2 separate regions of the Sus scrofa genome follow, and region 1 is linked to region 2. A link is a contact called in public promoter capture Hi-C data. All regions are on one chromosome and are shown on one strand. Each heading gives the region's core, a stretch centred on a gene start, on an enhancer-like site or on the middle of the called end of the contact. The rest is flanking DNA. Distances are from core to core; before and after follow the strand shown. Region 1 holds the start of DARS2 (aspartate--tRNA ligase, mitochondrial). Region 2 has its middle 60 kb from the start of PRDX6.

What was found. Promoter capture Hi-C pulls out the DNA fragments that hold promoters and counts their contacts.
Region 1: a contact with region 2 is called in a promoter capture Hi-C map of liver, with 4 times the contacts expected there. The contact joins the promoter of DARS2 here to the enhancer-like site in region 2. A contact is called at or near these places in 3 of 5 promoter capture datasets (fetal liver and liver), 10 of 47 Hi-C or Micro-C datasets (alveolar macrophages, brain, embryonic fibroblasts and 6 more) and 2 of 2 datasets of contacts at active chromatin or transcription factors (alveolar macrophages and skeletal muscle).

What each region holds. Positions count from the first base shown.
Region 1 is chr9:116,106,189-116,111,266 of Sscrofa11.1, forward strand. It overlaps DARS2 (aspartate--tRNA ligase, mitochondrial), which reads left to right and starts at 3,782. Exons shown (of 19, transcript XM_021063655.1): 1 at 3,782-3,919; 2 at 4,361-4,521. The coding sequence starts at 4,401. CENPL (centromere protein L) reads right to left here and starts at 3,634. Exons shown (of 5, transcript XM_003357541.4): 1 at 3,086-3,634; 2 at 2,066-2,242. The coding sequence starts at 2,239.
Region 2 is chr9:115,794,550-115,800,353 of Sscrofa11.1, forward strand. It overlaps a transcript of TNFSF4 not described here. Among named protein-coding and RNA genes, the nearest start is that of PRDX6, 60 kb to the right of the region's middle. Within about 2 kb of position 3,457, at least 8 of the 83 cell types and tissues checked have an H3K27ac peak or open chromatin away from gene starts, as enhancers often do. A contact at or near this core is called in epiblast stem cells and liver, where this site is marked.

The DNA.
Region 1 (5,078 bases), core at 2,532-5,031, 310 kb after region 2:
TCTAATTCAGTAGATTAATTAAAAAAGATACTTGGGAGTATTTTGGCCAAGCACCATTAGAATCACAGAATCATCAAAAATAAAAACACTTGGAATTCCCATTGTGGCTCAGTGGGTTAAGAACCTGACATTGTCTCTATGAGGATGCGGGTTTGATCCCTGGCCTCGCTCAGTGGATTAAGGATCTGGTGTTGCTCCACACTGTAGCATAGGTCAAAGATGCAGCTGGCATCCAGTGTGGCTGGGGCACAGGCCCTAGATGCAGCTTGATTTCGACCCCTAGCCCAGGAACTTCCATATCCCACAGGTGTGGCATTAAAAAGAAAAAAAGAAAAAAAACCACTTCATTTATATTGGCCCTGTGACATCACATTTTTGGCGGTCTTCACAGACACTCCCACATAAGCTCCTAGTTGTATCCTGAATTGAATTTTTCTATAGAATCTATACTTCCTGATGGGAATTTTCAGTTTCCAACCATCTTTTGTAATTTCACCACAGTTGTCCACTTGACAAAAAATATTTGTTCTGACTAGAGTAACTCAGGGAAAAGTTATAAACTATTTTCTTATTACTATCAAAAGATTAGGTAAAACTACTTGTATCAGAGAAAAGAAAACACTGAACTGGACATTCCAGTCTTTAATTTATATACAATTTCTGTTTTCCTGTTAAGAACTATCACTTTCATTACCAACACTAGTAATTTCTCTTTAAGAAAGTTTTCACAAAGAAGCAGAATTTTTCTCATTGTCCCAAAGGAAACTAGACCCATGACACAGACAAGAAAACAAAGTTACAAAGAAGGTGTGAGTGATTGATTAGCCAGACTCCTTGCTAAGTGACTCGAAACTACATACCAAACTTGTATTCACTAGAACTTAATTCCATAGTTAAATTTTTAATGTTATATTCAGGGTTTAGAGTTGTTTATGAATGATCAAAACAAAGCATGTTGCCACCAGACAAATCTGGGATAATTAAAACACCAAAATAATTTTGTAAGAAATTAGAAAAATTTGAAAAATAGGAACTCATGAATCCATACTGATAAATAGATAAATAAATGGACTAGAAATGCAAATGGCCTACAATAGAATGCCAAAGGCTGGCTGATAATTATGGAGCAAATAGAGATGGAAAAATCATTATATTGCAACCATTATGATAAAGATGGGACCAGGCAAAAAAAAAATTCAATGGATAAAGGAGGTTAAGTGTAAGACGAAACTTTGATGAGACACAAGATGTTTGTATTTGTATTATCTTAAATATTTGTATTAACTTAAAGTGTCTCCCCATAGACCACTTGTTAGTTACAGCGGGGAATAAAACAGTAATTGAGCAACAACTTGACAGGATGATTAAAATTAACATCACCTATGTGCTACTGGATGTTATTCCCCCAAAAGAACACAACAGCACCTATACAGTATTTCACCCAGCAAACACGTAACTTCAATCTAAAGAAAATATCAAATACCAAATGAAGAATATTCTCTTTTTAAAAGGGAAGCAAGAGAAACATTCTTCAAAAATGTCAATGTCATAAAAGACAAAGAAATGTTGTGGAACCATTCCAGAATAAAGAAGGTTAAAAGATTTATGGTGGAGTCACCGTCTTGGTGCAGCGGAAACGAATCTGACTAGGAACCATGAGGTTTTGGGTTCGATCCCTGGCCTCGCTCAGTGGGGTAAGGTTCCGTCGTTGCTGTGAGCTGTGGTTATGTCGCAGATGTGGCTGGGATCTGGCGTTGCTGTGGCTCTGGCGCAGGCCCGCAGCAACAGCTCTGATTCGACCCCTAGCCTGGGAACCTCGATATGCCGCGGGTGTGGCCCTAAAAAAGACAAAAAAAAAAAAAAAAAAGAGAATTTCTTAAAAAAGCAAACAAACATATGGTACTGACAGTGTGAATAATTGTTTGTTTTAGCTGTTTCTCATTTATTTTATTACTTGAGGAGTATGATGACACAAAAAAATACTATAAATAGTAACAAAAATTGAAAAGTTTTGTTCACAGACATTCTCAATTATTGGTAACACAAAGAAATACAAAAAGCATACCTGCTGTTGTGAACACTGGGGGATTTTCCTTCGAGGTGGAGTTGGGACAAATGAAGTCTGCTTCCTGACTGATTCTAATCGCTTCTGCAGAGGGGTGGCACCTATAAAGTAATCTTTAAGCCTTAAAGACGCACTCTGTCTAGGAGTCGATTCTGCTGCATCATAAGAATCCATGGTCTACATAGAAAGAAATAAAGCCAGAATTCTAAACATTAAAAAGTTAACGGATGCTCAAAGTTTCGCTGATACCTCTCCCTACTATAAAGGAATTCTCGGAGTTCCCTTCGTGGCGCAGTGGTTAAGGAATCCGACTAGGAGCCATGAAGTTGCAGGTTCGATCCCTGGCCTTGCTCAGTGGGTTAAGGATCTGGCTTTGCTGTGAGCTGTGGTGTAGGTCGCAGACGCGGCTCGGATCCCAACTTGCTGTGGCTCTGGCATAGGCTGGCAGCTACAGCTCCGATTAGACCCCTAGCCTGGGAACCTCCATATGTTGCGGGAGCAGCCCAAGAAATTGCAAAAAGACAAAAATATAAAAAAAATAAAGGAATTCTCTCTCTCCCTCCCACTCCCTACACCCAAACACGTGCCCCCTACCCCAGAATGCTCATTACCCTATTCCTCATGCCTGTCCAGTTTGCTTCTGCTAACTTTTTTATTCAACCTACTGACAGTTAAGCCTTCTTCTCTGGACTCATCTGACTGACTAAATCCAATTCACGCTGCAGGTTTCATCCCTTCAGGAGAAGCTTCCAAGTATCCACAGAGGAGTTAGCTCTCCAGCCAATTCCTCCAGCCCTTGCAGTTCAGAACACAACTTAGCTGTTTTTCTTGTGTTACGTCCGTGAAGGAAGGGACTCTGACTCAAATCATTTTTGCACACCTAAATCCAATCAACCCAAGCCAATGCTGAGCCCAATGCCAAGATATCAAAGTATCTAAGTACTCTAAAGATAACGACCACACAAAACGTCAAAATATAAAGTTTACTGCCAAGCCTGGACCAATAAAAAAGCATCTTACCCAAAAAATGCCGTAATAACGCTGTCAACCATTCCCTTCACGAATCATTCTTCAAGTCTGTATCCAACTACGTTGAGACTGAAATCCTCTGAAGTAAAAAAGCCGCCAAAACGACAGCTAAAATAAAGTCTGGAGGAACCTCTTTCTAAAGTCCCTCTAGTTCTACAAGTGGGTGCACGACCGACACAGACGGGAGCAGCAACAAGACCTCCGGCTCCCTCAGACGCCAGCCGAGCCCGAGACTTCAGGCCGGAAGAACATTTCCGCTGACCCGGCCACCCAGCTCCGTGATCCTCGCTCCTGAGGAGTCGGCTGCTGCCCGCAGAGGCAGCGGGGCAAGAGACAGTGTGTGCCAACTCGCTTTCTCCACCTGAGCCTTCGGGGGCCAAGGCCAGCTCTGAAAAGCCGCCGCTGAGAAGCGGCAATTTAGCGTCAGCCGCCGCCTCTGTTTAAAATCGTTTCCCGACTCGCTCTGCGGCCGGACGCAGGACGTCTCCGTGGAGCCTATTCTAAGCCGGCGAAGCAACTCTGGTCCCCATTTTAACTGAGGGCACGGGAGCGCACTAAACATTGGTAGCGTTCGCGCTCCTAATTGCGCAGTGTTGCGCTCCGTACGTTACCACCGGCACGAAGCGTTCCTTCAAATTTCCGCCCATAGTGAAGATGGCGGAATCCCCCTGCTCTGATTGGTTGAATCCCTCCATTTATCTTGGCTGTTCGCTGGGTGTGTTAAGGGGTGCTTGGCTCCCAGCGGTGGAGTGTGTTCTTCGACCTCCAGTAACGTGTTAGACTTGCTTGCCTTCCTCTTTCTGAAGACCCGAGATCGGCCGTCAGGTTTGAAAGATTTGAAAAGCAAGACTGGGTTCTTGCCTGTTTTCAGGTTCTGCCTGCGGGGAACTTTCGGGGAAGCGTGGAAAGGAAGGGAAGGGCGTCCGCCTCCCGCCTGACCCCTGCTCCCTGTGCGTGGCTGCCGGGTCTCGCCATATGCTGCTATATGGAATCATTCGCTCGTCACTTCTGGCCGAAGCTTTCTTTGCTAATAGAAGTGGTAATGGATGCACTGAGAGGAGGGGGAAAGTCTTAAAAGGTCTTTCCCGTATTCAATTTTCCCAAAGGCCCCAAAGATTTTGCAAATTTATCTAATTTGCAGATAGGTGCACTTGAATGTTCAGCAGACAGGGGCTTAAATATTAAAGAGAGCGTGAACTCCTAGCATTTTAAGGGCTTTGTATGTATTTCCAAAACTGACTTTTGACCACCATCCAACACCTGCAGCTTTTGATTCGTGAGCGTTTCGCCATCCTGCGGCTATAACATGTTCTGCTGGCTAAGTCGGCTATTCAGGGGTTTATCCAGACCCACCGGAAAGACTACCCAGCCGTTCTGGGGTTTTCTCTCCCGAAGTCTGATACTGACTTCACAGAGGAGTATTCCAGGTGAATGCAGAAAAGCTTTGTCCGCTGAACAGCACTTTCTCCTGTTCTCTGTAGCCAGAGTGCTTATTCCATTTATCCCCTAGTCTTGACTGGATAGCTTTATGTGCAGAAGCACATCATTCACTCTCTTGATTTCTTATGATGTAGTTTTCCTCCTGCAGTTTTAAAAAGACTAGAAAAGTAGTCACATGAATATAAGCTATTCATTTAGTTTTTATGTTGCGAATAAGAAGCCTAAAAAATTCTTTTATACTTTAAATATGGTTTTCTAGTGTACAAGTGACTGTTTTCACTCCAGATTCATACTAAAGCTAGTTACTCTACTTCTGTAATTCCCAAGACCCTGTTTTGTTTGGGGAAGAAATGTGCACTATTATGAAGAGTGCATTTTGGGTCAGTGCAAATGCTGGGTGATAAAAAATATTTAGATTCCTTTTTTTATTATTAAAATATAGGGAGTTCCCGTCGTGGCGCAGTGGTTAACGAATCCGACTAGGAACCATGAGGTTGCGGGTTCGGTCCCTGCCCTTGCTCAGTGGGTGACGATCCGGCGTTGC
Region 2 (5,804 bases), core at 2,207-4,706:
GCATAATCCAAGAAAAGACTCTGAAGACCTGAAGTAAAAGAACAGTGCTGGGAATAGGGAAGAAAGGATATGTTTAAAAGCTCTCATGGAAATGGGATCCCTAGGACTTAGCAAATAATTGACGTGTGAGATGAAGTAAAGGAAGAGATTGAAAGTTGGGCTCTAGGAGGATGTTAGTGTCATAATCCAACTAGTGAAGAGGGGAAAAGGAGCAGATTTGGAAGAGAAGTCAATGAATCTATTTGGAACACATCCAGTTAGAGGCCAGTAATAGCACAACCAGACAGGAAAACATCACGACAAAGATTCTCTTCTTGACCAAACTCTACTCAGATGCCCCTGAAGTCTCTTCTCATGTCCAATTCTCTGCATGGTCCGATTTTAGCAACAAACCTGCTCAGTCGGTTTAGCCAGAATCCCCCATCCTCCATAGGGGATCACCCTCAATATCTAATCAGGTTCTTTGTCCTCCATAATCAGTAGGTGACATCTGGTCACCCTGGTCTGCCTTCGGCAAGAATCCCAGTAGGTCAGTTTAGTTAGGACCCCTCTTACCCTTGATGTTTCCTCTTAGTAATTTCACATCCACTAACCAACCTGCTCCTCCCCACTTGTCCTTCTATTTGGAAATGAGCCCAGCTTTATACTCAGATCTCTTTTCTCTTATTGCAACAGTTTTTTCTAAATAAAATCTGTTTTTACCACTTCATGTCCAGGTCTGGTTTTTCTTAGCAGTAGTTAGGAATTCAGCCTTTTCAAAGGAGAAATCAGAGGTGATAAAGTATTAATGCACATATGGCATTTTGTGTCTCCACACCACCAGCAGAGAAGTTGAGCCAGGTGCTGTGGCTAAATCATGGACTGTTTCTACATTCTACACACTTCTGTTCTCTTTTCTGTTAATATCATTCTTTGTAAATCTCCCGGTGAATTTTCCACTCTTTCTGACTCTCATTATGGGGGTGTGATAGGCAGAATAACAGCTCCCAAAAGACATTCATGTCCCAATCCTTGGAACCTGTGAATATATTACCTTATGTGCCAAAAGGGTCTTGGCAATGGTGAGTAAGTTAAATTTTTTTAAATGAGGGCTTTTTCTGGATTATTCCAGAGGGCCCAGTATAATCTCAAGGGCTCCTACAAAAAGGATAAAAGACAATCAGTGAGAGAGAGAAGTTGGAAGATGCTAACAGCCTGCTAGCTTTGAAGATGGAGGAAGGGACATGAGCCAATGAATGAAGGCAGCCTCTAGAAGCTGGACAAAGCAAGGGAGAAGATTCAGTCCTCAATGCTCCAGAAGGAATACAGCTCTGCTGACATTCATGCTAGCAAAACCCAGTTCAGATTTCTGGCCTTTGGAACTATAAGATAATACATTTTTATTGTTTTAAGCCACTTCTTTTGTAGTAACTTTTCATAGCAGCTATAGGCAACCAATAAAACAGATGTAGGGAATGGGCTAGTCCTCATTAGCACGTGAGCAATGAAAGGTTGTGGGCAGATAACTTTTAAGCACAATTGATGGGTGGTTGGTCTACAGTAGTTCTCAGTAAGAATGAGAATGCCTTGCCCTCTCTAGGGAATATGGGGAAAGTTTGGAAATGTTTTTGTCACAACTGCAGGATGTTACTGGATATTACTGTCACGACTGGATATTACTGTCAACTAGAGACCAGGATGCTATTCAACATTCTACAATGCATAGGAAAGCCCCCCCATAACAAAGAATTGTCCAGTCCAAAATTTCAATAGTGTCAAGATTAAGGAAAAAATTGAATCTGATTCTGACCAAACCTCTAGATCAAACTATTAATGTATTAATTTACAGGAAAGAGAAGGTTCAGGATCCTGTTAAATAGCACCCCATGGATCCAATTAGAGAAATCTATTGGAAAAAGTTATGTTTTTCAACAGATTGTAAGAGTAATAAAAGACAAAGGGATATGGAACAGGGGAATCTACGGGATAAGAGACAAAATAACCAAGTGGAATACATAGACATAATTTGGATCCTAATTCAAATTTATTATAAAAAATGCACACACGCATTTATGAGACAACTCTAAATATTAGCTAGACGATTATGGCATGAAAGAATTATTGCTAACTCAGGTGAATTATTTGTGTCAAGGTAACTTTTTTTTAAAGGAGTCTGTATCTATTAGAACTACATGTTGAAATGTTTACAGATGAAACAATGTATCAAATTTCCTTCAAAATAATACAGGAGAGGGGCTGTGTGTGAAACCAGATTAGGCCATGAGTTGATCATTGTTGAAGTTGGTGAAGGGCACATGGGAGTTTATGATGCTATTCTTTCTACATTTATATGCTCAAAATTTTCCATATTAAAACAGTTTAAAAAGATTACGAAAATGTTTCTATTTTAAAATGTCTATTTTTCAGAGAGAGAATGGTCCCTCTCCCTTTCCTATACGCCCTCATCTCTCCAAATGATCTGTCACATTTGCCATGCTCAGAAATGTGCGCCTAAGCAAAATCAAAAAGAAAACATGGAGTTCCCGTCATGCCGCAGTGGTTAACGAATCCGACTAGGAACCATGAGGTGGCGGGTTCGATCCCTGCCCTTTCTCAGTGTGTTGAGGATGCACCGTTGCCCTGAGCTGTGGTGTAGGTTGCAGACGCGGCTTGGACCCCATGTTGCTGTGGCTCTGGCATAGGCTGGCGGCTACAGCTCCGATTCGATGCCTAGCCTGGGAACATCCATATGCCCCGGGAGCGGCCCAAGAAATGGCAAAAAGACAAAAAAAAAAAAAAAAAGAAAGAAAGAAAACATATGCAGAGTTCACTCACCATTTGTCAGGTGCCGAACAGAAAATATCCCAGTTTAGAATGTGCGGCATTCACTTGTAAAGAGAGAGAAGCTGGGAGGGGTGCTGTTGTTTACTAGATTCCCCTAGTTTTCTGTGGCTCTTGGAAGGAGGAATCCGTACTCAAAAGGCTGAAACCCAGTGCTTAAGCACAAGCTGGGCCGCCACCTCCACCTCCTGTGGGGAAAAAGACCTCCTGGCTCATCCACCTTTAAACCCCCACCACCGAGCACTGTGCAGCACTTGGTGGGCACTCTGCAAATGTTTGAGGAGGGAGGAGGAGGATTTAGCAGGCTTTGTTTTTAAGCAAGCATAAATAAATGTTTTGTGGAGTGTTAGCAACATCCTTCAGTCCTAATCAGAGAGTTTCCTTTTAGAATCACCACAACTGCAAAGTGACCTCACCAGCACAGACGCAGGGCTCCCCATCTTAGCAAGAAGTTTCAGGGAGGTGCTGGGCTGAGGCTGTCAGCTGCTGCTTTGTCAAATAAATCCTATACCTAAAATAACTACTCACACAGGCCCACTCAAGTGCTACAATTTTATTTTTAACCTTTATCATAGTCCTCAAGACAGGTGTGGAGGGCCTTGCCCACAGCCGTTGAGTCACACCTGAGCTCACTCCACCCACCCCTCCTGCTCTCCGGCTAGGGATCTACTCCCATAGAGCACAACCGCTGCACAGCAGAGAGGTGATAACACTGCATGATATACTTAAAAACTTGCTAAAAAGGTAGATTTGATGTCACGTGTTCTTATTACAAAAATAAGCAAACATATTACATAACTAAGTAGGGTGGGAGGAAACTTTTGGGAGGCAATGGGTATGTTTATGGCACATATGGTAATGGTTTCACAGGTGTACAGTTACCTCCAAACTCATTAAGTTGTGTTCATTAAAAACACTTGACCCTTGGGAATTGTTGTTGTGGCGCAGCGGAAACGAATCTGACTAGTATCCATGAGGATGCAGGTGTGATCCCTGGCCTCATCAGTGAGTCGGGGATCCAGCATTGCTGTGAGATGTGGTAATAGGCCATAGGCCGACATCTGCAGCTCTGGCTCGAGCCCTAGCCTGGAACTTCCACATGCTGCGCGTGCAGCCCTGAAAAGAAAAAACAAAAAATAAATAAACACTTGACCCTTGAACACAGGTTTGAACTGCCCAGGTCCCCTTGTATGCAGATTTTTTTCAATAACATACACTACAGTACCACATGATCAGTACCACACCATCAGTGGCTGAGTGAATCCACCAACACAGAGTTACAGATAAGAAGAAACCAAGGATTCAGAAGAACCACCGATACGGAGGGCCAACTACAAGTTATCCCCTGGGATTTTCAGCTTCCCAGGGGGTCAGTGTCTCAACCCCTGAGTTGTTGAAGGATCACTGTAGTTTTTTGCCTATCAATCATACCTCAATAAAGAAGGGTTGCTGAGCTTGCTATTCAAAGGAACCTGGGGTCAAAGAAAACAGAAGGTCTCCAGAGAACTCACTACTCAGGTAGCATTGAAAAAGGACAGCCGGCCAATCTGAATGGTCTTCATTTACCCAGCTGGATATCTATCTATTGTATACAAATATATCTCTTTTTTACTGAGGGTGCAGGATTCACAACTGCTTTCTTAGCATACTTCTGCCAGTCACCAATCTTTTTTACATTTTTATGTTTAATGTAAATAACTTTTTAAAAGTTTTCCACTTTGCCTGTGTCAAGAGCAGATGTTTTGAAAGAGCACAGTTGTGAAAACAAACATGTGATGGCCTAAGGAGTTAGGAGAGAGAATGCCAAAGAAAACACTTCGCAATGAGAGGGGAAAGTATCACGGGGAAGAGGACAGAACAGGGGTTTCGCTGCCTTCCTTACGTTGCTTGTTATGAGAACAATTAACCTGGCACTCACATTCCCTAAGGGATTCTTTTAAAAAGTGGACGCAGAGTAAATAGGACTCCATAGTTACAATAAAGAGCTGATGGAAGTGTTCGCAGCAGGAACCGATATCATACTCTATGAATAATTTTACAACATATGCAATCTCAACATTTATGTATTCTGTCACTTCGGTCAGAGGTAACTCAGGCAGTGTATTTAATCCTAAAAAAAATTCTCCAGACAAGAAACTCTTTCCCTAGAGCCCAAAGAGCCCACAAAGTCCTACCTTCTCAGATTCTCAAAGCTCAGCTGGGGTAAGGATAATTGACAGGCAAGCTTAGACCTACTTTGAAATCTTTTGCAAAATGAAGAATCCATTTATAATGCACATACCAGCCCTAAAGGGATGTTTGAAATCTTGCCATTCATCTTAATAAGATTTCTTAAAATGCTATTTAGCCAGTAATTATTTTTAAGTTTTCCCCACTTGAAGAGCTAAGAGCTAAAGAGCATATTTTACATATATATATAGTCAAATGAATATTTCTTATTTACAGACAAAGTGGATGAATTAAAATAGTTGTTTTGAACTTTCTTTAGAGAATACTTTTATTATATTCTGAATATCTTCCAATTCAGTCTTTTTTTTTTTTTTTTTTTTTTAAGAAAATGTTGAGTTCCTTAAATAGCAACCTTCAAATTAGGTTTGAAATTCAGAAATACCGTGGTGCCTTCCAGGTTGAGGTTCTTAAAGGTCTTTACCTTCCTTCTTGAGTAAGATGCTGGGTAATGGAGGGTGCTTTCAGCATCCTGAGGCAGGGATTGTTACAAATGCAATGGAAGAGAAGCCTTGCTCTGGGCCCTGCTGGGGCCTCTGACCAGCAAAGAGAAACACTGTCTTCTTGTGACATTATCGGCCCTTAGCTACAAAGGGCCAATTCATCTATCTTGAGTGAACCAACTTCAGCTGAGCTTTCTCCCCAGGGGGAAAATTGGCTGCTAAAAAATTCTTTTTGCCAATGCTCGCTTTCTGAATAAAGTACTCACAGTTGACAGATTGCTTTCACATGCATTACCTTGTTTGCTGTCCTCCACT